2 separate regions of the Zea mays genome follow, and region 1 is linked to region 2. Evidence: chromatin contacts called from public Hi-C data. All regions are on one chromosome and are shown on one strand. The core of a region is the stretch at or near the end of the contact, and the rest is flanking DNA. Distances in the headings are between cores, read along the strand shown.

The links. Hi-C and Micro-C count contacts between places; a contact is called where the count stands out from the background.
Region 1: a contact with region 2 is called in a Hi-C map of leaf, with 5 times the contacts expected there. The contact joins the promoter of LOC100274227 here to the promoter of LOC103639252 in region 2. A contact is called at or near these places in 13 of 25 Hi-C or Micro-C datasets (bundle sheath, ear, endosperm and 4 more) and 1 of 3 datasets of contacts at active chromatin or transcription factors (leaf).

What each region holds. Positions count from the first base shown.
Region 1 is chr9:143,157,272-143,161,504 of Zm-B73-REFERENCE-NAM-5.0, forward strand. LOC100274227 (40S ribosomal protein S7) reads right to left here and starts at 2,499. Exons shown (of 6, transcript NM_001148598.1): 1 at 2,451-2,499; 2 at 2,232-2,331; 3 at 2,025-2,098; 4 at 1,819-1,942; 5 at 199-381. The coding sequence starts at 2,306.
Region 2 is chr9:143,006,763-143,011,102 of Zm-B73-REFERENCE-NAM-5.0, forward strand. It overlaps LOC103639252 (protein SCAR2), which reads left to right and starts at 2,172. Exons shown (of 9, transcript XM_008662013.3): 1 at 2,172-2,651; 2 at 3,295-3,455; 3 at 3,614-3,737; 4 at 3,827-3,959; 5 at 4,085-4,152; 6 at 4,242-4,340. The coding sequence starts at 2,497.

The sequences.
Region 1 (4,233 bases), core at 1,249-3,748, 150 kb after region 2:
AAGGTTCAGTACCTTGTTGCAAGATGTTAGCCAAACCATAAACTGTATCAAAAAAATCTAGATAACAAAAGCCAAGGCTAAATTTTAAGTGTTTTTGTTCAAGTGACTACAACTGTCAGCAAAGATCCCATGTGACATCTTTCAGTTCCTCAATAAGACATGTAGGTTATCTGAAGAAAGCAAGATGAAAGCATCTACCTTGATGATCTTGGCACCATCCAGACGGTACCTGACACGCTTCCCCACAATCTCAGCTGGGAAGACAACATCCTCCAGGATGCCATCATGGACAGCAGTCAGAGTCCTGGTGCGAGGGCGCTGAACAGCTGAACCCTTCTTGGGCGGCCTCACGATCCTCCTTGTGGCAACAATTACCACATCCTGTGGCATGTAATATGCGTGATAAGTATTCTTGCGAACTTGACTAACGTTGCAAATCAAACAAGATAATCTAAAAGTTTCTAACATATGCTATGGTACAAGAATAACCACAATAACCAACAGTCTCATAAAAAGTGCATATTATGTCAAAACATATATCTATATGACAGACACCAAGCCAAGCACTAACGAAAGAAAGAGAAACATAGGTGCGAGAAAAATAAAAGGTGAAGTATGCAGGTCTAATATGAAAGAAAACTACAGAGCGGTAAAGCGGGGTCAGAAGCTTCTGCTTGTTTCGCCAACAAATAATTCAAACATTGGAATGGTTGAATGAACCAAAAGGATGCAATACAAATATCAACGACATTATTGATAATCGACAGTGACAACAGCTAGTTTGTTCATGTCAACCAATTTTATGCAAGGGTAATAGAATTACAATAGGATGGCAACTTCGGTGCTACATATCCTAATCCTGAAAATCAACATCATTATTATTAAAATGTCGCTTAAACGTCGTTTAAGCATTGTTTAAACAAAAAAATGTGGATAGAGTTTAGAACGTCCGGTCGTTTTAGCAAAAACATGAAGAACGTCTGTTTATCACGTTTAAACGTCGTTTTCTCGTTTTCATACGTTCTATGCGTGTTCAGGACGTTATGTGTGTTCACATACTCTCCTTTTGTGCTGTTGCTAGCGCAGCTGCCCGCCTCCATCCTCTCCTCCAGGTCCTGCTAGCACCACCGCCCGACTCCCTCCTCCAGCGCCGCCGCCCGACTCCTCTCCTCCAGGGTCGTCGCCACCCACCCGCATCCATCTCCAGCGTCGCCTGTCGCCCTTCCTCAGGTTCCAGCATCCACTGTTGCCTGCCGCCCTCCCTCCGGTTGCGTCCAGAGCCCACAGCCTCCCTCCTCTCCTCTCCTCTGCCCCCTCCTCCCTCTCCATCCTCCAACAATCCAGCACTGCCAGGCCAGTGAAGCGACGCCCTCCCTAGTTTTAGACTTTCAATCATCAAGAGTTCTAGGTTCAGTCTTCCAGTTCAAACAGTGACGCCCTCTCTAGTTTCAGACTTTCAGTCATCAAGAGTTAATGGTTACTGATCATAGATACAAGTTGTAACTTGTGTGGTTGAACTTGATCTGTTTCATTTTGTTTTGTGAACTTAAGTACTTAGCTTTTGTATGAACATATTCTATAATTGAAATTTTTTGAAATGTCTGAAAAGACGTTTCAGCATTCGTTTAAACGTTAAATGTTAAAAAGGTGGTTCGTAACGTTTTACCGCTTTAATAACCATGATCAACATAAGTTGCATACATGTATGTTATCTCAATGCAACTAAATCCATTACCCCGTTCAAGCTTATGCAGTTGCTACAATTAGCATATACACTTCGGACAGCAGCAGTAAAACCAAAAAAAACGAGAAATTCACCTTGCCGCTGAATTTCTTCTCCAGCTCCCTGACGATCCTGACATGGATCTTCCTGAAGGCCTTACGCAAGCGGTATGGGACGTGGATCACAACAGCCTTCCTGCTCCCGGCAACATCCAGCTGGCTGCAGAGTCACGACAAGCATCGTCACCGAATGTCACAGCCATACACCACAGGCTTCTACATCTCAAAGGGCGTAAGCTTACATAGCACCGTTGATGTAAAGGTCCTTGAGGTCGCTCTTGAGCTCCTGGTTACCGTTCTCCAGGTCGAAGAAAGCCTGCAGGTACAACAAAACCGGCCGAAAGCACATCACAACCCCGACACGTGGGCAACCCAACACAGCAGCAGCATTTCGAAGAATAAAAGCGCAATAACGGGAGGGGAGAGAAGGGGATTAGAGCTCGGCTCACCTGGGCGACGGAGTCCTCGAACTCGGAGGGCTCAAGGCCCTTATCCTTCTGGATCTTCTTCCTCGCGGTGTACATCTTGCCTTACCTTCGCCGCCGGATCCTGCAGCGGCGGAGGAAATTCGAAAAGGAGAGCACGGATCAGCAAACAGCGCAAAGGGAGATGGTAAGCAGAGAACGGGCGGCCAGGTCGACGATAGACTAGGGGGCAGGGATGGATACCTGAGCGGGAGGAGATGAGGCGAGAACGCGAAGTGGAGGCGCCGGCGGTTTAATTTGGTGGAGGCTTGGGTGTCTGCGCGAGTGGGAGCTCTTATACGCTTGGTTAAAACCCTAGCCCCGGATAGTGGGCCGACAAGGCTGGGTGGCCGAATATTTTCGAAGCCTACTTTGTGGCCCGACTTGAGAGGTGTGTTACGCTTGTGCATCTTAGGCCCATAGCATTCTGGCTCAATTGTATCACCGAAAGGCTTCGCTTCGTTCACGGCGGAGGTTTCAGGAAGTGATGAAGGGAAGAGGCGAGACGAGACGTGACGTGACGAAATATGTCGTCGAGTTACACACGTCTGTCGTCAGCTGCCGGTTTTTTCCCATACGAAGAGGAAAGAGCTGTCGCTTTTGCTCGGCGGTGGAGGACACATCTTCCTCGCCGCTTCTCGCTTTGATCCGGTCGCGCTCGCGCCCAACGCGCGACCTGGTGAACTAGGACACACCTCCCACGATTCCTTTCTTCTCCGTCTCCGCGTAGCAAAGAAGTTAACCTAGAATCAGAGCAAGAGATCGTACGCAGGAGGGAACACCGGAGCAGCGGCAGCAGCAGAGAGATCGCCGGTGCCGCTCGATCGCCTGTTTGTAGAGAGGAAGGAGACGATAGATGGACGAGATCAAGAACAAGGTGGGCACTTACTGGCTGGGGCAGAGGGCCAACAAGGAGATCTCCCGTCCGGAAAACCCTAAACCCTCCCGTCCCAAATAAGTAGCTTAGACCCTAAACCTAGACGACTATGAGGTCGTCAGGGGCGGCATCACCGTAGACGAGTTCTAGCTTTTGCTACCGACGCTGAGATGGTCCAGCTTCGTCTTGCTTGTGTCACGACCCTTGCCAGCGGTAGAGATCACCGCGACGTGAGACGCAAGACAAGCAGAGAAGAACAGAGATAAGTGGTTGGGTAGTTTCAACAGATTTGATTCCTTTCTGATTTTGCATGTCTGGCTCAAAGCACCGAGTACAATACTTACAGGCACACCAACAACTCCCTGGTCTATTATTTACGGCCCAAGATGGCACTAATACGGCTTAACAGCCCACAACTCCATTACAGACTCCATTAACAACGAAATAGAAATGCCTGGCTGGCTGACCTCGGTCCACCAGTCTTCGCGCCACTCCATCTCCCGCAGATCCATTTCAGTCCGCGTCTTCAGTCATGACATCTCCCCGGGCCTCAGATAACGCTTGTCCCCAAGCGTTTGCCTCTGGAAACCGTGCCCTGACCACTGCATAATCCTCCCATGTTGCAGCTTCCTTAGGTACCCCACTCCATTTCACCAGCACTTGAACAATAGCTCGATTGCCCTTTCTCACCATCCTTCGATCAAGGACCTGCTCTGGCTCTATACCCCCTTGAGACAAATCCACCGCAGGAGGTAGCTCTGAGAAAACTGGAGAATAACAGGGCAGAAATGGCTTCAGTTGTGACACATGAAAAACCGGATGTACTTGTGCATTCCCAGGTAATTCCAGCTTGTATGCCACCTCCCCAATCCTTGATATCACCTTGAAAGGACCAAAGTACTTAAATGCCAATTTAGGACAGGATCGGTTCACCACAGTCTTTTGTGCATAAGGTTGTAACTTCAGCAAAACCAGATCGCCCACTTGAAATTCCCTGGGAGTTCTGCCCTTGTCAGCATACTGCTTCATGCGAAGCTGAGCGCGTGCTAACTGCTCCTTTAACATGATTGAAAATGCATTCCTTTCAGCAAACCAGTCAGCTATCTCCCT
Region 2 (4,340 bases), core at 922-3,421:
CATGGCCACATATCCTTCCACCTGGTCAAGGTGTACATATGCCGATAGTATATTGCCGGAATCAGAGGTGTCGACCCAGTAGTCGCAGGCATGATTGTTGAACAAGTATTTCGATCAGTAGTGGGATGGTTGGCTTCGTGGCGACCTTTTTTTTTTGTCTAATGGAATGGGAGGCGTGCAACCTTCCTTTCCCACTATTTGGCCATTATGGGATTGCTGTTGGGTCTTCGTGGCCCTCAATTAGGTTTGTGCATGAGTAGCTTTGAAGTAGATGAATGAATGAATGTGCGTGTGCGCCCATGCATACTGCGTGTTCGACTGTTCGCCGTAGATTCGTACGTTCTGGCTTCGGCCGGCACGGCGGCCACTTTTTGTGGGCGTGCGTCTCTGTTGGTGGTGCTCACACCCGTGTAAGCGAGGCTACTGTGCTGGTCTTATCTGGTTGGAATAGGTGGGCGGTTGGGTTGGCTTGAGTTTTGTTGGGGCTTGTCGTCGCTGGTCCTGCCGCCGTTCTGTTGTGGCGAATCAGGCATCAAAATCTTGTAGCCTTGTGAATAGTGATCCTTGTCGTGTAATGCGCGGGAGGGAGCGATCATGTGACGCATCTTTTGCCCCCCCCCCCCGGAGGATTTATCTCTCCATTTGCTGTTCATACTGACGGTAGCGCGGTAGTAAATGAAAGTTTCGAGAAAATAATGCCGCCCAGTACTACGTCATGGCGAAGATGTGCATGGAAAGGTCGGGCATCGGTAGCTATAACTGCTCTCTCGGGAGGATGAGGATCGTGGGGAAGTTCCTTATCTATCTATATATAGTAGCATATAATCCACCAGTTAAAATTTTGTAAAAATCATCCAACCAAATCATTCTACATTTATAACTTCTATTAAATCCATTAAATAAGTTGGACCCATACTTAATATATCATAAAAACTAATGGTTCAGATATAACTTTTATTTCCATTATTTGGATCATGTCTTATCTCCGTCGTCCCCTCCCTCTTCAGGCCCGCACTCATGCAGTCGCTATCAACCCTTCTCCTCTTCCCTTTCCGGATATTAGCGTTAGCTAGTGAAAAAACAGCGAGAACATACAGAGCATGAAGAAGCGCCCCAGTCCATGAGAGAAGGAATAAAAATAAGCAGTTTAATTGTCTCTATTCCCATCCGTGACATTGGAAAGGAAGGTGGTGGAAAGAATATAAAAATCAGCGCGATGATGTCGCTGCGAAACGACGCAGCGGTAGATAATGACTGGTGCCAAGGATACGGCACCCCAGCTATTTTAAAAGCCTGGTTAGGAGCAAAGACACCGGAAAGGAATGCAGGACTAAAATCACCTTCCAACTAAAATCTTCTTGCTATTCAATTTTGACCCCTTCAATTCCATCCAGTATTCGTGCTACCAGAAGTCCTAATCAGTAATCACTCACGAGAATTACCTTTCGACTTGATGCACGGGCACGGCAGTAAATGGGTACGCGCGCGATCACAGGCTTCGTTAGCCAGTTCACATGCACCGCGCCAGAGCATGAAGAAGCGCCCCAGTCCCCACTAAAGATGGCAATGGAGACCCGATTCCCGATTCCCCGTAGGGAATTTCTCTATTAGGGGATAGGGATAGGGAAGTTTCTTCGCCCACGGAGATGTAAATGGGAGAAAATTCTCCCCCGATGGGTAAACGGGGACAGAAATGGAGAAGCATTCCTCATCCCCGTTCCCCGCGGGGACCCGTTAAACTTACATGTGACAATATTTTTATGTAATAGTTAATGATAAGAATAAAAAATTACCTTGTCAAGAGATCACCCGTTGTACAAATACATTGATTTTAATGCGCACATAATGATTTTTTACATCTAATAATGTGTATGAGTGACAATGTTTCACATTAATAACAAATGAAGTATAATTTAATTATAATTTAAGCGAGGATAGGAATCCCCGACGGGGATTTATCCCCGCGGGGAACAGGGATAGGGAAGAAATGTCCCCCGTAAGCGTTCGCGGGGATCCTCGCGGGGAAATTTTTTTGTCGCAGGGACGGGTTTGGGAGCTAAAACCCGATGGGAAATTCCCCGTTGCCATCCCTAGTCCCCACCCCGCCGCTAGTGGGTCCCGCTTGACCTCGCAGTCCAGGGAGGCGGGGGGCACGCAGTCACGCACGAACGTATCAAGGGACGAAACGAAACGAAACTACTAGCCTCCCTCTCCCAGTTTCTCCCCCTCCCTATCTCTCTGTCCCTGCTTGCATTGCTCGTGTTGACGCGCCTGCAAGTACGAGACAGCGAGCGGGAGGAAGAAGAAACAAAAAGGCCGGCCCCCGATGCTAGCTCGCCGCAAGAGCACTACCACCACGCCAATCCATTGAGGCGGCTTCGTTAGCGTAGCGGCGGCCGGCGGTGGAAGCTAAGTGTAAAGCGGCCGCCTGCTCGGGGGGATAAAAGCTACAACGGGCAGCGGCAGGAGGAGGCGTCGTCTCGAGGACTGCGCGCAATGCCCCTGTCGCGGCACACGGTCGGGAACGAGTACGCGCTGGGTGGCCGCGACCTCTACCGCGCGGCCGACCAGCACGACCCGGAGGACGTCCTCGATGGCGTCGCCATGGCCGGACTCGTCGGCGTCCTCCGCCAGCTCGGCGACCTCGCCGAGTACGTGCGCCGCACCATTCCCGTTCTCCAGCCTTGCTCTTCTCTCCTTTGTCCGCCCAGCCATGAATAAGGATTTTGCTGTCCTCGTCTGAATTCCGTGGGTGCATTCGAGCGTCTCCATTTTTCCTGGACCAGCTGTTGATGCCACGCATTTCGAATCGCTGCGTGCGTCATGGTTCCTGGACCGATCGCGTTTAATTTGGATTTCGGTCGTAGTGGATCACCTAATGCTTTTTTTTTTGCTATATGCTATGTTTTGGAACCCTTCCTCCCTTTTTTTTTAGAAAAGGTAGGCGATTGATGCATTAGACATTTGACTTTCCAGGTCGTTAACTCTGTGACGGCCTTGTGCTAGGACTCCTAGCTCAGCAGCGGGGAGATAAATGTGCCGTCATAATATTTTTCCGATCATAATAAGTGCGTAATTGTGAATCGAAATAGCTGCTGCCCTTTCTAGGGGGAGAGAAGAAAAAAAAAGACCAAATTCCAAAAGCCTTTCTTATCTTCATCTATGTAAGAACGCTCCGATTAATTAGTTTCTGATACCCGGAGATTGGAGCAAAGAAAACTGGAGTAGGAAACGGAACAGAAATCGCAACAGGAAGACAACTGAAAACTCACCTCATTGTTGCACGGCTTGCAGGTTTGCTGCACAGGTGTTCCACGGCCTGTACGACGAGGTGATGAGCACGTCCGCGCGAGGGCACGGCCTCATGCTCCGGGTGCAGCAGCTGGAGGCAGAGCTGCCGCTGCTGGAGAGAGACTCCTGCCAGAGAGACTACCTGCATGTCGCTTCTAACAGGGGTGGGTTCATTCAGCACCAACAAGTGCAGATTTCTCTTCTTCTGCTGCTTACCCTTCTCTACTTCTCAATTTTTAGTAAACAAAGAAACAAGACCAGTCTGCTTTTTTTCTCCTCATTTGTGAAAGCCGTAATTTAAATTATTTAATCCCTTCTGCAGGTGTCGATTGGCGTTCGAATCCGAGGGTCGACCAAGGGGTTGTCACGAGAGGCGACACGCCTCGCTTCATCATGGAGTCAATCAAGCAGTGTCGCGGACCACCCAAGCTCTTCATGCTCGACAAGTATGGTGTGACCTATCTCTAGTGTGTGTGTGTGTGGGGCAACTGAGAAGATCTGAACCATGACGGTTGCAGCATCGTTCAATGCGCAGGTATGATATCGGCGGCGAGGGGGCGTGCTTGAAGAGATACACCGACCCGTCTTTCTTCAGGACGGATTCCGCATGTTCCACCTTGCCGCATGAGGAAGGAATTCGAGATGAAAGAAGACCTCCCAAAGCCATGGTAATAAACACCACCAAGTTCTCCAGTATGGAGTATATTCGCTGGCTGAAGTCAGCTTTGTAAACTATCCTTCAGGAAATTTGATGGACCCAGTGTATGAAACTCATTTTGTCCCACTCTTGCAGGAGATCAGGCCTAACCTTGAGAATGCCCAGATTTTCCAGCCCCCTAACGCAGCCGACAATGTCTCCAAGTACCTGTCCTCCCACACTCTTTGCCTGTACCAGTATGCTGTCGTTCTGCTTGCTTATTCTAAAAGCGTTATTCTGTCCATCTCTGTAGGCTGGAGACTGATCCATCTGCTGAAGCTATGGATGAAGTGCCCACAAACCGCAGACGGCTGAAGTACCGCCAACTAAATGGATCTGTATTCCAAAGCTT